Regions from separate parts of the Mus musculus genome. Here region 2 is linked to region 1. The links are chromatin contacts, called in public HiChIP or PLAC-seq maps. All regions are on one chromosome and are shown on one strand. The core of a region is the stretch at or near the end of the contact, and the rest is flanking DNA. Distances in the headings are between cores, read along the strand shown.

What was found. HiChIP or PLAC-seq counts read pairs in DNA pulled down with a chosen protein or histone mark.
Region 2: a contact with region 1 is called in an HNF4G HiChIP or PLAC-seq map of pancreatic cancer cells. The contact joins two enhancer-like sites. A contact is called at or near these places in 1 of 115 datasets of contacts at active chromatin or transcription factors (pancreatic cancer cells) and 1 of 9 other capture datasets (pancreatic islet).

What each region holds. Positions count from the first base shown.
Region 1 is chr8:126,827,660-126,834,655 of GRCm38.p6, reverse strand. The region is part of intron 4 of Gm31718 (a long non-coding RNA gene); the gene reads left to right. Among named protein-coding and RNA genes, the nearest start is that of A630001O12Rik, 18 kb to the left of the region's middle. RefSeq lists an enhancer at 6,087-6,996. Within about 2 kb of position 1,880, at least 233 of the 459 cell types and tissues checked have an H3K27ac peak or open chromatin away from gene starts, as enhancers often do. A contact at or near this core is called in pancreatic cancer cells, where this site is marked.
Region 2 is chr8:127,177,033-127,183,780 of GRCm38.p6, reverse strand. All of the region lies in intron 2 of Pard3 (par-3 family cell polarity regulator), which reads right to left. Among named protein-coding and RNA genes, the nearest start is that of Pard3, 120 kb to the right of the region's middle. Within about 2 kb of position 1,545, at least 15 of the 459 cell types and tissues checked have an H3K27ac peak or open chromatin away from gene starts, as enhancers often do. A contact at or near this core is called in pancreatic cancer cells, where this site is marked.

The sequences.
Region 1 (6,996 bases), core at 631-3,130:
TTTACTTCATACTCATATTGATGGGCTGGCTCTCCCAACATTATTAATCCAAAAACACGGTGGTAGAACAGGACACTTTCCATACGAGAAAGTAGATCAGTTTGTCATGGAGTATTGTTGAGATTAAAAATGTCTACTGTGCCTGTGTGAGAAGTCTGGAATTCTCTGGAATTATTAGTAGAAAAAAATACCCCATTACACTATGACACAATAAGGTGATTATAACTAGGATTGATTTACTTCTGGCCTTTATTTTATTTTATTTTTTTATTGTAGCCCCAATCATATCTCATATTTCTGAATAAAGAGGGCAGAGTTGTTTTGAAAGAGCCTCCCCTCAAACATGAAACATACACACAGTCTCTCTCTCTCTCTCTCTCTCTCTCTATCTCTCTCTCTCTCTCACACACACACACACACACACACACACACAACGGTTTCAGAGTATCTATCTCAGCATTTCAGTACTGGCAGATTTATTGGAATGTAGAAAAAAAATCAAAGAAAATAAACAAAACACCCATGTGCTCAAACTGAGAGCAGATTCTCTTTTGGACAGTGTGTGTGTTTTTCTGATGAGGTAAGTGTTGATTCTAACCCAAAAAGGCTGGAAAGTGTGAGCTTAGATAAGTGTCTGCTGGATTCAGGACTGCAGCGTGGAGGCTGTGAAGTGGGCGTTAAGATCACCGGCTGTAGCCGCAGAATAAAGTTCACCCTCGCTTATCCTCACGGTAATTGGTTACTGAAGTGAAAGAGTTACTGTCCAGAAACCCTCTGTTAACTTTAGGCTCAACTCACAGGGGCGGATGCTTCAGGCCAGGCGAGGGATCACAGATGAAGTCTACAGGCGTTGTTTTAACAATGTCAAGTGGCCCCAGTCCAGGCTAGAAGTTAAACCGGAAGATGGCTATCAAATGCAGTTGTTGGGTCTGGCACAATCGCTCTTTGCTGAGCTGAGCAGAAAAGAGAGATATTTCTCTGTGGATTTGGCTCATGGTCCCACAATGCGGTCTTTCATCTGCATCTTCCTATTGGCTCAAGGGAAAAACAAATCTTGCGTGCACAGAGGAGTTGTCCCTGAGAGTTGACATCGGTCACCCATGGCCCCCGCTGGGCCCTCCACCTACGATTTCCTATTACGCTGCTTTTCCAGCAACTCAGACAAGCGACCTCATGAAGTGGTTGAAGCTGCCTTTTGGTTGTAGTTAAAACATATTCCAGCAGCTCGATTTCACATGCTATGATAAACAGGGCAACCTCCTCCTGTGAGCTGTGATATCTTACATTTGCAAGCCGGTGTGTGTGTGTGTGTGTGTGTGTGTGCATGGAAAACGGGCTGGTTGTGCTGAGCAACATTGCTTTGACCACAGGGCCATTTCTGCAGAATTCTCTTTTGTGTGGCCGTTCCCCCTTCAGGTCAGTGAATAAACTCATCATGACTGGCAAGGGCACTTCGCTGCAGAGCTTAATGTGCAACTCGTGGCTTTCCTCCTGTGTCAGCAGTTAGCCATACAATTTGGAAAATAAGGGTTCCAGGGAGTCAAATGCATCTGTCAGCCAGGGGAGGAGGAGAAGGAGAAGGGGGAGGAGAGAGAGGAGGAAGGGGAGGAGGAGGGAGAGGAGGAGGAGAAAGTTTTGAAATCCATGTCTGTGGTGGCTGTAAGAGGTAGGATAATTTAAGTAACCTGGAAGAGCTGTGGGTTTACAGGTTTCAACAACAGGAAAGTCTCTTGTTTTAAAACCCTCCTAAAGCAACAGGCTTTAGGCTGTGGGCTTAGGGAAGAAAAAAAGGAAGAAAAAAAAAGCAGGCCTGTGGTTTGGTGATTGTATTTCCTTATTGATATAATGGCTGCTGACGCAAGGCCTCCTGGGATTGCCGTGTGACCGCAGGACCGACAGTTACCCTACTGGGTTCTGAAACACAGCCGGGGCTTTCTGGACAGATGAGAAGTCTAAAAATTTCCCTTTTCATTTCCTCTCTGGTGTGACTTTGTCATTTTTTGAAAAGCTAAAAGGGAATTTTGCTTACAGTTTTAAGTTTATCTGGCCAGGGTGGCTTCCTTTATACTCCCCCCAAACCCCACACTCCAAAAACCCAAACTTAAAGACAAAAACATAAATTCTTATAGACCCTTCCTCGCCTCAACCTCCCCACCCCCTCACCCCATGGGACTGTGCCTGGTTAATCTGCTCTTCAGGCCAGACATTTAAATAAGCAACTCTTTTTAACACACATTGCAACACCTCCACCCAATCATCTTTGGGGGCATGGGTGGAGAGAACAGGCAAGGTGCCTCGTGTGTTTCTGGAATCTTCTCCTTCTCCCAGCCTATGGGATGTTCCTTGGGCAAATGCTCTAGGACCTCTCCGTAAGTTCTGGGATAAGTGGAAGCAGACCTACTCTTGTGTGACGTAACTCGCTCACCACGGAGTGGAAGGCTCTGCTGTGTAGAGGTGCGGTGTTGGTTGAGCACCCCAAACATTTTGCAGTCCAGTTAAACCCCAGAGAGATGCTGCTTCTGAAGTGAACTGGAGAGACCTCTGACCCAAGACAGCTCCTGAACTTGCCTGAGGCCACTCTTATTTTCTGTGTGTAGGAGAGACGGCAGGGTAAGGACAGAGTGCACCTCACATTCACCCAAATCGTCTGCATTCGTGGTTCTGACGTGTTTGGCTCCACGTGTTAAACATGCTTGTTTTCATGCACGTGTGTGTTCTTTATGTCACGGGGCACAGTTCCAGAATGTCTTTTAAAGATAACATTTGGGGGGCTGGTGAGATGGCTCAGTGGGTAAGAGCACCCGACTGCTCTTCCGAAGGTCCAGAGTTCAAATCCCAGCAACCACATGGTGGCTCACAACCATCCGTAACGAGATCTGACTCCCTCTTCTGGAGTGTCTGAAGACAGCTACAGTGTACTTACATATAATAAAAAAAAGATAACATTTGGAAACAGTGTGTATTTCAAGACTCCAGAAAATTAATAAGCACGGTTAACTCTCACCAAAACATGCCATTCTGTCAGTCCTAGGTCCCTGGAACCTGAAACCCGGAGCTCGGATGATTATATGCCCCTCCCAAATAAGCCTGATAAATCTGACCCAAACAAGTCTCCAAGGCCACCAGGAAGTGCAATCCTGCCAAGAATGAAAGATAACAACTGCCAAAGTCTTAAGGTTACAGAGAGAGCAAGGGGGATGCAGGCCTACTGTGTGTGTGCACAAGGTCCATGATGTACAGGGCATGCGCTCAGGAGCACAGGGGTTTCTGGGACCCACGGGAGACTTGTTCTAGAATCTGCAGATTCTTGTCTCCAATATACAATGTTTGCATAGGATAGACAATACACCATCTGTACACCAGTCCCTTCAAAGTTATCGTGCCTAACTTTAAATGCTAAGCACTGGATATTGTACCATATTGTTCAGGGATGGCAGCAAAAAGCCTGTAGTAAAGACGCAAATCTCCCTCCATTTGAAGTTGGTTGATGCCATGGCTGCAGAATTCATAGATACAGAGTTCCAGCTGTACTGGGTATGTGTACATGGGTTTCATGTGTTTACATTGTGTGGATGCAGTTAACAGGTATGTGAACAGATACTATTCTAAACACTGTGAGTGTATGTGTCCATTGGGTGCTCTTGTGTGCACAGATGAGCATGTATTCAGAACATGTAGAAAGATGTGCTATGTGCATGTGTGTGCTATTTGCACATCACATGTGCATTCTTGCATGCTCCCTGTTGTGTAGCACACTGGATGCCACAGATGATCTGTGGACAATGACTGAAGTTGCTGGTAACCTGAATGTGTGTGCATGCACACATACGTGTACTTCATGGTACTTGGTGCAAAAAGTGCTCTGAAGGCATCTGAATTTAACCTGTTGGGATCTCAGGATGGGTGACTGTGAGACTGCAAAGACAAGCAGCCTCTTGCTGTGTTTCTTCCTGCCAGCCTCTCCCAAGAGTTACCTGTTTCCTTTATCTTTCTTTTTCCTTCCTTCCTTCCTTCCTTCCTTCCTCCATTCCTATCTTTGTCCTTCCTTTCTTTATTTCTTTTTCTCTTGTTGAGACAAGATTTTATGTAGCCAAGCTGTCCTGAAAAGTGCTATATAGCCGAGGAAGACCCTCTCGTCCGCCTCTGGGTTACAGGCGTACATTACCATGCCTGGATCTTGTTAAAGTCTTTTTAGGTGCCTTTTGTCTTCTGCCTCAGGGAAGATGTTTTGTGATGGAGAGTGTTGGAACTAAGGCCCTGTGTATTCAGGAGACAGAAGGAGAAAGCAGCAGCAGGGGGTGAAGTCCCAAAGATAGCACAAGTCTGTATTCAGAAAACACAACTCATGTCCCTCCTCCCAGGACTCGAAGTCTGTCCCAGTTTCCTGCCTCTGACCTTACAGTAAGCGCTGACCCACTTTGGGCTATTTTTTATTTGTTTCTTTGAAAATGCTCACTATGTGATTACCGTTGACTCTTGTCAACTTTGCTCCGATTCCTCCACCCCGCCATCTGAGGCCCAAAGTGCAGCTCTTCTCCTCCTCAGTTCCGCTAATTATGGGTGAGCGGAGCCAAAGGATGGTAGGGTTCTATTGGTGATGTGACACTCGGGTGACCCACTTCTTCACAATCACAGGCACAAGGACAAGAGGCTGTGTAGCACTTTGTACCTGCCTTGCTTTTGTCTGAGGTTTTCCTCTCTGAGGTAAACCATGAGAGCTGACATCTTGCCAGGTTCCGTGTGTGTGTGTGTGTGTGTGTGTGTGTGTGTGTGTGTGTGTGTGCATAAGGGGCAGGGGCAGACTCTGTCCTGAGCTCTCTCCCAGGCTTGCCCTTTGGGCCCAGGGCGGTGGACGTATTCACACTTATCTAGGATTGCAGCCCAAGTCAACAGTGGAACCAGGAAGTGGGCTCGGGACCAGCCTGGCATGCTGAGTATGGGTATTTGCTTTTCTCTTCCAGCAAACTTTGATTTACCCTTTAATAAGTTACCGCCGAGGATGTGGCTCTTGAAAGGTTTAGCTTGGCACTCAAACCTAAGTCACATGTTGATAAAGAGGGAGAGGGAAGGCCAGTCATTACGTTGTTCAGCTTTATCATTAACCCTGAGTTTGGACTCGAGCTTGCTTTCCGGAGGGCTGGTTGCCCAGTGCAGGAGCAGGTGGCAATTCTCCGTCAACCAGGTGTGGTGACATCCTTAGCAGAAAGCAAGCCATCATGACTGGGGCAGGCATAGTGGACAGCCCTGCGGGGGATGGAAGACAAAGGGTTCTGATTTCAGACATCTTTGGCCTCAGTTTCCTTGGCTGTGAAATAAGAGAAGATAAGAATCAAATAAATCAAGCTCCTAGGTTGCTTTGAGAGCCAATAAGGGAGCAGATGAGAGGGGACGGTGGTGTTCAATAAACAGTGGGGTAGCGTTTGTCAACATCAATGTCACATGTCATTTAAGTGGCTGAAATATAGCTTCTGTCTTTTCTTTCCAGAAATTTCTCCAGAGTCTCCTTCAAGGACTAGAGTCAAAGAAGTGTGTGTGTGTGTGTGTGTGTGTATGTGTGTGTGTGTGTATGCGGTATATGTATGTCTGTGTTGTCTGAGTGTATGTAAATGTGTGGTGTGTGTGTATTCATGTGTTTGTGATATATATATATGTATATATATATATATATACATATATATATATATAAAATGTATGTTTGTATGTGAGAGTATGTGTGTTTGTGAATGTGCGGTGTGTGTGTGTTTGTATGTGTATGTCTGTGTGTATGTAAATATATGTGGTGTATGTATGTATGTGTTTGTATGTGTATGTGTGCATGCTTGTGTGTGGTATATATTATGAGTATATGTGTGTGTGTATGAGTAGTATATATGTGTCTCTGTGTATGTATGTCTGAGTGTATGTTTGTGGTTGTGTGTATGCACGTATTTGTGTGTATGGATATGTGCATGTTTGTGTGTGATATATATATGTATGAGGGTGTGTGTGTGTGAGTGTGTATGTGTGTCTGCATGTGTTACTGAAGACTGATTAAACCCAGGACCCGGCACATGCCAGGTAGAATGTGCTCTATCATTAACCGATATCCCTGGCCCCTTTTGCTATTTATTTATCTATTTATTTTAAAAAATCTGAGACTCTTTATCTTGTAAAATGGAGTAAGGGGGAGAGTTATCCTCCTACCTCGGCTCTTCTGAAGTAGCTAGGGTGGCAGGTCTGTACTACCTGGCTTAACTTGGAGAACATTCACACCTCACGGGGAAGCAACTTGGAACTGGTTCCTGGGGAGGGGGTGCTGGGTTAAGGTTTCCTTTCTCTTCTGCTGACAGCACTTCCGCATTAAATTCAGTCATCAGCAAAAACAGAACAAACTGAGAATAAAGAGGCCGGAGGGCCCTTGTTGCACAGTAAGGGTGAGTCATGGAGGTATGAGCAGGGCCACTCACCTCCTGTGCCTAAGGCATAAGAAGAGAGGGAGAGGGTTACCTAGTAAGGCCACAGAAGTGGCATGGTGGGTCTGCCTTAGGAGCTTCAGATGAGAAACGCGTTGTCCCCCAGAGTTTAGAAGGCAGTAATAATCTGGGCTCAAGGCCAGGCTGCATTTTACACTTTAAACTGTCAAGCACTAGTAATTCCAAACAATGTTCGTGATAAAATCTCCCCGTCTGGGCAGCTGGCCTTTCTGCCCCTCTCAGGGCACTTGGATAAATGGGGGTAAAGGCACAGAGACCAAGTTGTTTTTGCACTAGAGGAGACAGGTACTCAAGGGATCTTGGGGTCAAAAAGTCCTGTGAGAAAGAGGAAGAGAGAGGGGAGTGGGCTCTCAAGTGGAGCCTACCTTGGGGCCTGGATCAGGTCCTCTTCAGAGGGAAATAGGTTAGCAGACCTGCAGCAGACAGCCCTGTAAACCAGGACTCACAGACCCCTGCATAGAAAGATGCCTTCCCCTTCCAAACACCCCCATCCTGTCTTCTTCTGCCTCTTCAGGAGCCATTC
Region 2 (6,748 bases), core at 296-2,795, 350 kb before region 1:
AGCCAAGCATATCCTGACCACACTTTGGCAGTGGGTGCACTGGAGTGGCTAAGCAGCTGCCATCACCATCCAGTGAGTGTGGGAAAAGTTCTATGTCCACGCATGTGCAGGGAAACATGGTATCCAGAGACTGCACAGACACCTGCTCATCTCCCTTCCACAGAATTAGGCAAATGGCAAAAATTAATGCAGTAACACTTCCCACATATTCTTTCTTTTGGTCTGAGGAAAGAAGGAACCTTATTCCCAGCATCTTTCCCTTAATACTGAGCACCCATTGTCCCTTGAGTCTCCTTCCTAAGAGGGAATCAAGCCAGCTGTTTCTCTGCCATCCAAGGCATTACCTACTGAGCCAAAAGTGGCTACACACAGGGAGGACAGAAAGAGAATCTGGGCATGGTGGTATAAGGTTATAACCGTAGCACTTGGGAAAATGAGGCAGGAGGTCCAACCGTTACCCAAAATAAATACAGACAAACAGAGCAGGAACTGAAGATGTCCGGAGAGCCACCACAGTGATGCTCCCTATCCTCGGTAACCACTGGGACTACCAGCCTAGTCCTCAAGGGACCTGGAAGTTCTCCTCAGCCAACCCAATGTGACAACAGTCTTCAAGATGCCAATAAAGCCCCCTAGCACAGATGACTCCCAAGTCCTTCTCAGCACACAGCTGCTCTGCAAAACCAAAGTGCCGTTTCGTTCTCCTGAAGTAGAACTGGGACACCTGTGCGGTTCCAAGGCTAACACAAAGCTCTCACCTAGGACCTGAGACACCATGAAGCAACCACTGTGCTGTGCAGAGCCACCCCATTCCCAGGAGAGTGGATCTCAGCATTAAGTCACACTGAGCAAGTACTGGGGGCCTCACCTGAGGCTGGCTGTACATAGGTCTAACAGTGCATACTGAGGTGAGGCCCAGCTTTTAGTGAAGATGTGCCATGTTCATTTCCTTGGGTCCTTCACGTTCTGTATGGAGAAGCACAGGGCAAAGCCACTAACTGGCCGCCTCCCTCATGCAGGCATCTCGGGTTTTCCTCAGAAAACCCATTATCCCTGATATTCTTCCCAACCTTCCCTTGCCGGTTTCCCACTTCTCAGTGCAGTTGTGCAATTGAAACAGATTTTTAGGCCTGGTCAGTATCCTTGAAGGAACAGGCAAAACCAAGGCAGAGAAATTTCCAGCAGACACCCCCACGATAACCTACACTTCCCACACTGCTCACAGAAGCTGTGCGATGGCCTCACTCAAATGGAGCAAGGAGAAGATGCACCTGTGTGTGCTCACAGGCTCCCAAACAGCATCAAATGAACAGACATATTCTGGGGAAAGGGAATCAGTCAGTCCAGGCCTAAGTACAGCCATGTACAGTGATTAGTCAAACTCCTCAATCAAACAGAGGAGCTTGTACAAATTCGCAAGCAGACTTGTCAGGAAACTGTTTAAAAGTTGTCAGCTAAAGAAAGTGGTGCTGGTGGGGTGCAGATGTGACGGCTAAAGACTTGCCAGAGTGGCAGAACTCAGAGTTCTGAGAGAGGATAATGAGGGAAAAATGTTCCGAGTGTGGGGGCAGACCTGCTGAAAAAGAAAGACTGTGTTTCATAAGATCCAACAACAGATGAGTCCCAGTAGCTTCCACCCCAATACCCAATAATGACTTCCTCAATTCCCCAGAGATTAGTAATCATCACCAGAAAGAACTGAACTCCTTCTTTGTTTAGACAAAACCCCTCCTTAGGAACTAGCAGTTTCTACAATGAACTCTGGAAACAGCATAGCATCAATGGCCTAGCCATGATCAAGAGCTGACATTCTTTAAAGAAAGAGGAAGGTACTGAGATTGGGCTATGGAAATGCACAGAGGTTAGGCTGACCCACAGGACCCTGAGAAAGCCACAGTGTGTCCACAACATTTGGTCAAAAAGCAGATTTTGCCACCTCTGACCCTGATGACTATCAGATGAAACTTCAGGGCAAAAATAAGATTCCAGGAAGAGACAGTGCAGTGCATGGTGCGCAGACATGAACACTAGTCATGGGGGGATGCTCATACGCTGAGCCCCAGTAACACAAGACATGAGCCCACAAGACAATCTGTAGGCATATATTTTTCTCAACCAACTTTAATAAGGGTTCAACCTCCACTCTAGCCCACCACCCACCAGAGGCAGTAGAAGAGAAAGGTTATTAGGGTACGGGGAAGCAGACCTGTTTAGAAATAGTTCTTTGGGGGAGATTTCAATCTTTGCTGTTCTTAGCCCAGTCCACTAGCAAACACCAAGCATGAATCAGCAGCTGCAGACCAGTCTACTTGGCAGACACCACACACAAATCAGCAAGGGCAGTTCAATCCAGAAGAAACCACAAGGTTTGACAACTGGCCCAAGTCCACGGAAATATCAAGAAGCCACAGGAACCTCACAAGAAGTTCTTTGGTGAGTGTTTCTCTCTGTGAAGTTACCATAGGCAGAGCTCAGCAATGCAATGCGAGATAAACCAATACATGCATGTCAGCAATGCTAGTAAGACAGACAGAGCAAAGCAAACCAATGTTTGAGCTCTCACTGACTATGGGGTCATATTTATATTCTTTCTAAACATCGCACATTCTTTTTTTTGTGTTTTGTTTTGTTTTGTTTTTCGAGACAGGGTTTCTCTGACTAGCCCTGGATGTCCTGGAACTCACTTTGTAGACCAGGCTGGCCTCGAACTCAGAAATCCACCTGCCTCTGCCTCCTGAGTGCTGGGATTAAAGGCGTGCGTCACCACACCCAGCTAACATCGCACTTTCATTCACATGTCTGCTATAGCAAAACATCCTTTCACCTGTGTGCCCCAGCAAAACATCATTTGGCATAACTGACTTTCCAAAGAAACCAGACGTTTCCACCTCACAGTCCGCATCTTGTCTTTATTAAGTGGTTTAATGTGAAACTGACAGCCTTATAGGAAATACGGGTATGATGGCATGGTTCTAATGAGATGAGGTGAAGGAAAACACACCTGGGGCCGGTAAAATTGTGAAGGAAATTAAAAAAAAAAAAAACAGTTCAAAGAACTATCAGAGAACCCTACTGTTCACTTCCTGAAAAGGATCTTCAAAGAAAAGAAAGTGAGAATTAAAGACAACTAATATAAGTAAAGTAACAGTCTCCCCTCGAAGCAACACGGAGTGATAGGAATGATTGGCGTTCACATGTGACCTGAGAGGTGGACACAGAGCTAAGCTAAATGACCCAAACTTTGCCATTCAGGATGCAAGAAGCCCCCTACCTTTCCATGGGAAAGCACCCATGAATCTACAGCAACGCATAGCTGTTTAAATGATTGACAAGATAGCTTCACGGGTCAGCAGAATGCCTATGGTGCTAATATTAGTGAAGTTCAGGCCAGACCCAATCACATCTGTCTACTTCCTATTAGACTACTTCCTTGATGCCGCTGAATCTATTCACTTATCAGACTCAAAACTTTGGGCTCGACCACCATAAGCTCTTCCCAAGCTGCTAGTTAACATGAGGGCACTGATCTGCCACACAGGCACACAGCACACATTTCCACACCCTGCCTACTTAGAAACCAAATTTCCCCTCAGGTCTGAGATGGCCATACAATCCCCTTAGGGATAGAGACAGCCCCAGGTCAGATCCTCAGAACATTCTGACCCTTAGCTTTTCCTTCCAAAATTATAATCTGACCCTGACTATTCACATCTGCTTACAGTTTCCCCTATGTACCCCTGCTGGAAAAAAAAAAAAGTGAATTAAGCATTTAATGCCTTTGCTTCTTTCCTGTTACGTGACAAACACTTCTTCTGAACCCAAAACTCCACTGACCCTCTGTTGAGCTCAGTAAAAACTTTATCAATGCAGTCAGTCTTCAGGATCTATGGGGGACTGATCCCAGGATCCCACAGGTACCACCACCTAGGTAGCTGCTCAAATTGCTGGTGTCAAGATGGTGCAAACTTTTCACAGAATTTATCCACACAAACTCTGCCATGCACTGTATTGGTGGTGCTGGGAGTCATGCCAGGCAAGCATTGACTCCTCCTGCACCCATTATATCCGGTCTACATTACATAATACCTAACAGAACCATTAAAATGTGATGGGTACAGCTGCCATGTTACATTGTTTAAGTAAGAACAAAGAGACAGAAAGGTCTGTATACTTTTTAAAAATGCAATTTTTAGGGTTTGTTTTCATTTTTTTATTTACTTTTCCAGAATATTTCTGACTTGGGGTTGAATTCACAGATGCAAAATTTATACATTACAGGGTTGGCTGTATTGACTACTCAAGCATGTTATATATTTTTTTAAAAAACACTTTTAATAAAAAAAAAAACTCACTTCCCTTATGACCAGGTTTCATGTGCTTTAAAATATTCATTCAACCTTAACCATTTTATGGCGACAATTTAAAAATGGGTCCATTCAGAGGAAAAATAACTTAGCTCCATGTATACAACCACCATTCTTATTTTTTAAAAAAAATGGAGTCTTAACATAAATACAGTATTACAATGTATCTTTTAGGGCTGCCTGCCTGGCTCTTTCAAAGTATATGTTTTTATGTATCTTTGTATCTTTTAAGTTCCCATTGATCTCTTTGTATGTTTTATTTATAAAATGCAAACTGGTAGTATCCTAGCTTGTGTTTCTCCCAGGCAAACAGAACGTGGGACCTGACATGGGACAGAAACAGAGAAAGTGGAATATGGACAGAACAGGAGTGCTGGTCTAAAAAAAAAAAAAAAAAAAATCAGAACCCATTTTGAGGGTGCATAGGGAACGGCAGCCCTAGAAACAAAGACACTCTCCCTGTCTGCACTGTGCTCTAAGGATGCTGCATTTTCATGCAAGGGCAGGAACAAAATCTCAGTAGATATATGTGCTCTGTAATCCAAATCCTTATGAGTAGGGCACAGAGAAAACACTAGGGGGCAGTATGGCCATCTATAATCTAAGAAGAAGTTTGGTTTCTAAGAACTGAAGCAACCACAAGCCTCAGACAGGGTGAACCAGGCAGGCATCATGGCCCACACCTCTAATTGCAGCCCTGGGACCGTGAAGCAGGAGGACTGCCACCTGTACCGAGACAGTCTAAGCTTCATAGTGCAATCCTGTTTTTAAAACAAAGCGAAAACGACCAAGACGAAGAAAATTAAGGTCCAGGAGAGGTGTGGCTTTACAACCAGAGAGATGCCCTGTGCTCATTATACATGGGTTCCCTATTTATAATCTCTGATGGTAAATCAATCAAATATTTGAGAGGGACAGCCTAGAAACAGACCTCTCATGCAGGCAAAATGTAATTTTTTTTCAGTCTCTAATTTGTATGTTACAAAACATTGTGTTTGGTTTTTGTATGTTTGATGCATATCTGTTCCTGGTCTGAGCTTGCTAACAAGGTATTGACAGATAGCTGTGAGGACCCCTCCAGTGGCCCTGAGTTGATCATAACAAAGTCCTCTGTCCCCATGTAACCCAGGCTAGCCTTGCAGTTGATATGTAGCCAAGGATAATTTTAGACTTCTAATGAGTCATAAAGAAACCCAATGTTAACAGACTGAATATAAAACACATTTCCTGCTCTCTATATGGGGCTCTTGGATGCTTTCCTACTTAATATCTAATTTATACCTTTATGGTAAAGTATACCTCCATCTGCAACACAATCCATTCAGTATTTTCTTGAGATGACTAGCCTAAATTCCAGGAAGTATCACATGATAATACATGATAGATACACTGTCTGCAGAGAATGTAAATGTTGTTACTGAAGATCTAATTATCAATGTTCAAGGTTTCATACTAATTAAATGGTGGCTCAATGACACAGGACAAATGTAATGGAAGCAACCATGGGCTTCAAAGGGTGGCGGTTGAAGTGTTATATCTTCTCTTTCCACAAATTTGGTGCAAGGAAGACTCTAGCTCTGTCCACTGACTCTTAAATCCTTGCATACAAAAGGACCAATCTGTCAAGACCCAACAGGGTTGGCTTTCTCTTCTAGCTCTGCTTCCAGAGCTAGCCAGGTACTTCAAATACTCCCTGACAACAATAATTAAACATCTGGTAATAGGGACCTACATGTGCCTGCAGAACTCGCTGTCCTTTTCATTAATTATGTGCATGCTGTGAGCTAAGAGGACTCGGTTATAATCAAGTCAGGGCCACAGGACAGGAACCTTGAAGATGCCTTGTTAGCAAGCGCGGGCCAGGGGACAGATGCTGAATCAAGCTTCCACAAACGCCAAGCAAAAGCACGCGTATCAGCTCAAGGGGGACACGCTGTGAGCTTTACAAAACATTCGAAACTGCACCTGGAGTGTGGGAAGGGCAAGCTGTCCCCTTTCCTATATTAGGGTGACTATATTCCATGACTCCACATGGAATCATGTCCGGGTGCATGCTTTGACTCACAGTGCCCAGATCTCGCAGAGCCTTGGCAGGAACACAAATAAATGCAACATTAAAAAGTAATAAAAATAAAAATAAACATTTTCAAAAACGCGTTTCATACTTTCCTAAGTTTCAAGGTGAAAAACAACAACAAAAAAAGAGAAGTGGGAACTCAAAGATGCTTGTGGGAGTCTGATATTCATTTGGTGATAAAAGATTCTTTGTCGAAATAAAAAACAAACTTTCTGTCCTTAAATTAACTGATAACTTTTTATACTAGCTGCTCCCAAACCACGAGATTTTGCTAATTAGCACATCACTGCTACTCATTTTTTTTTCA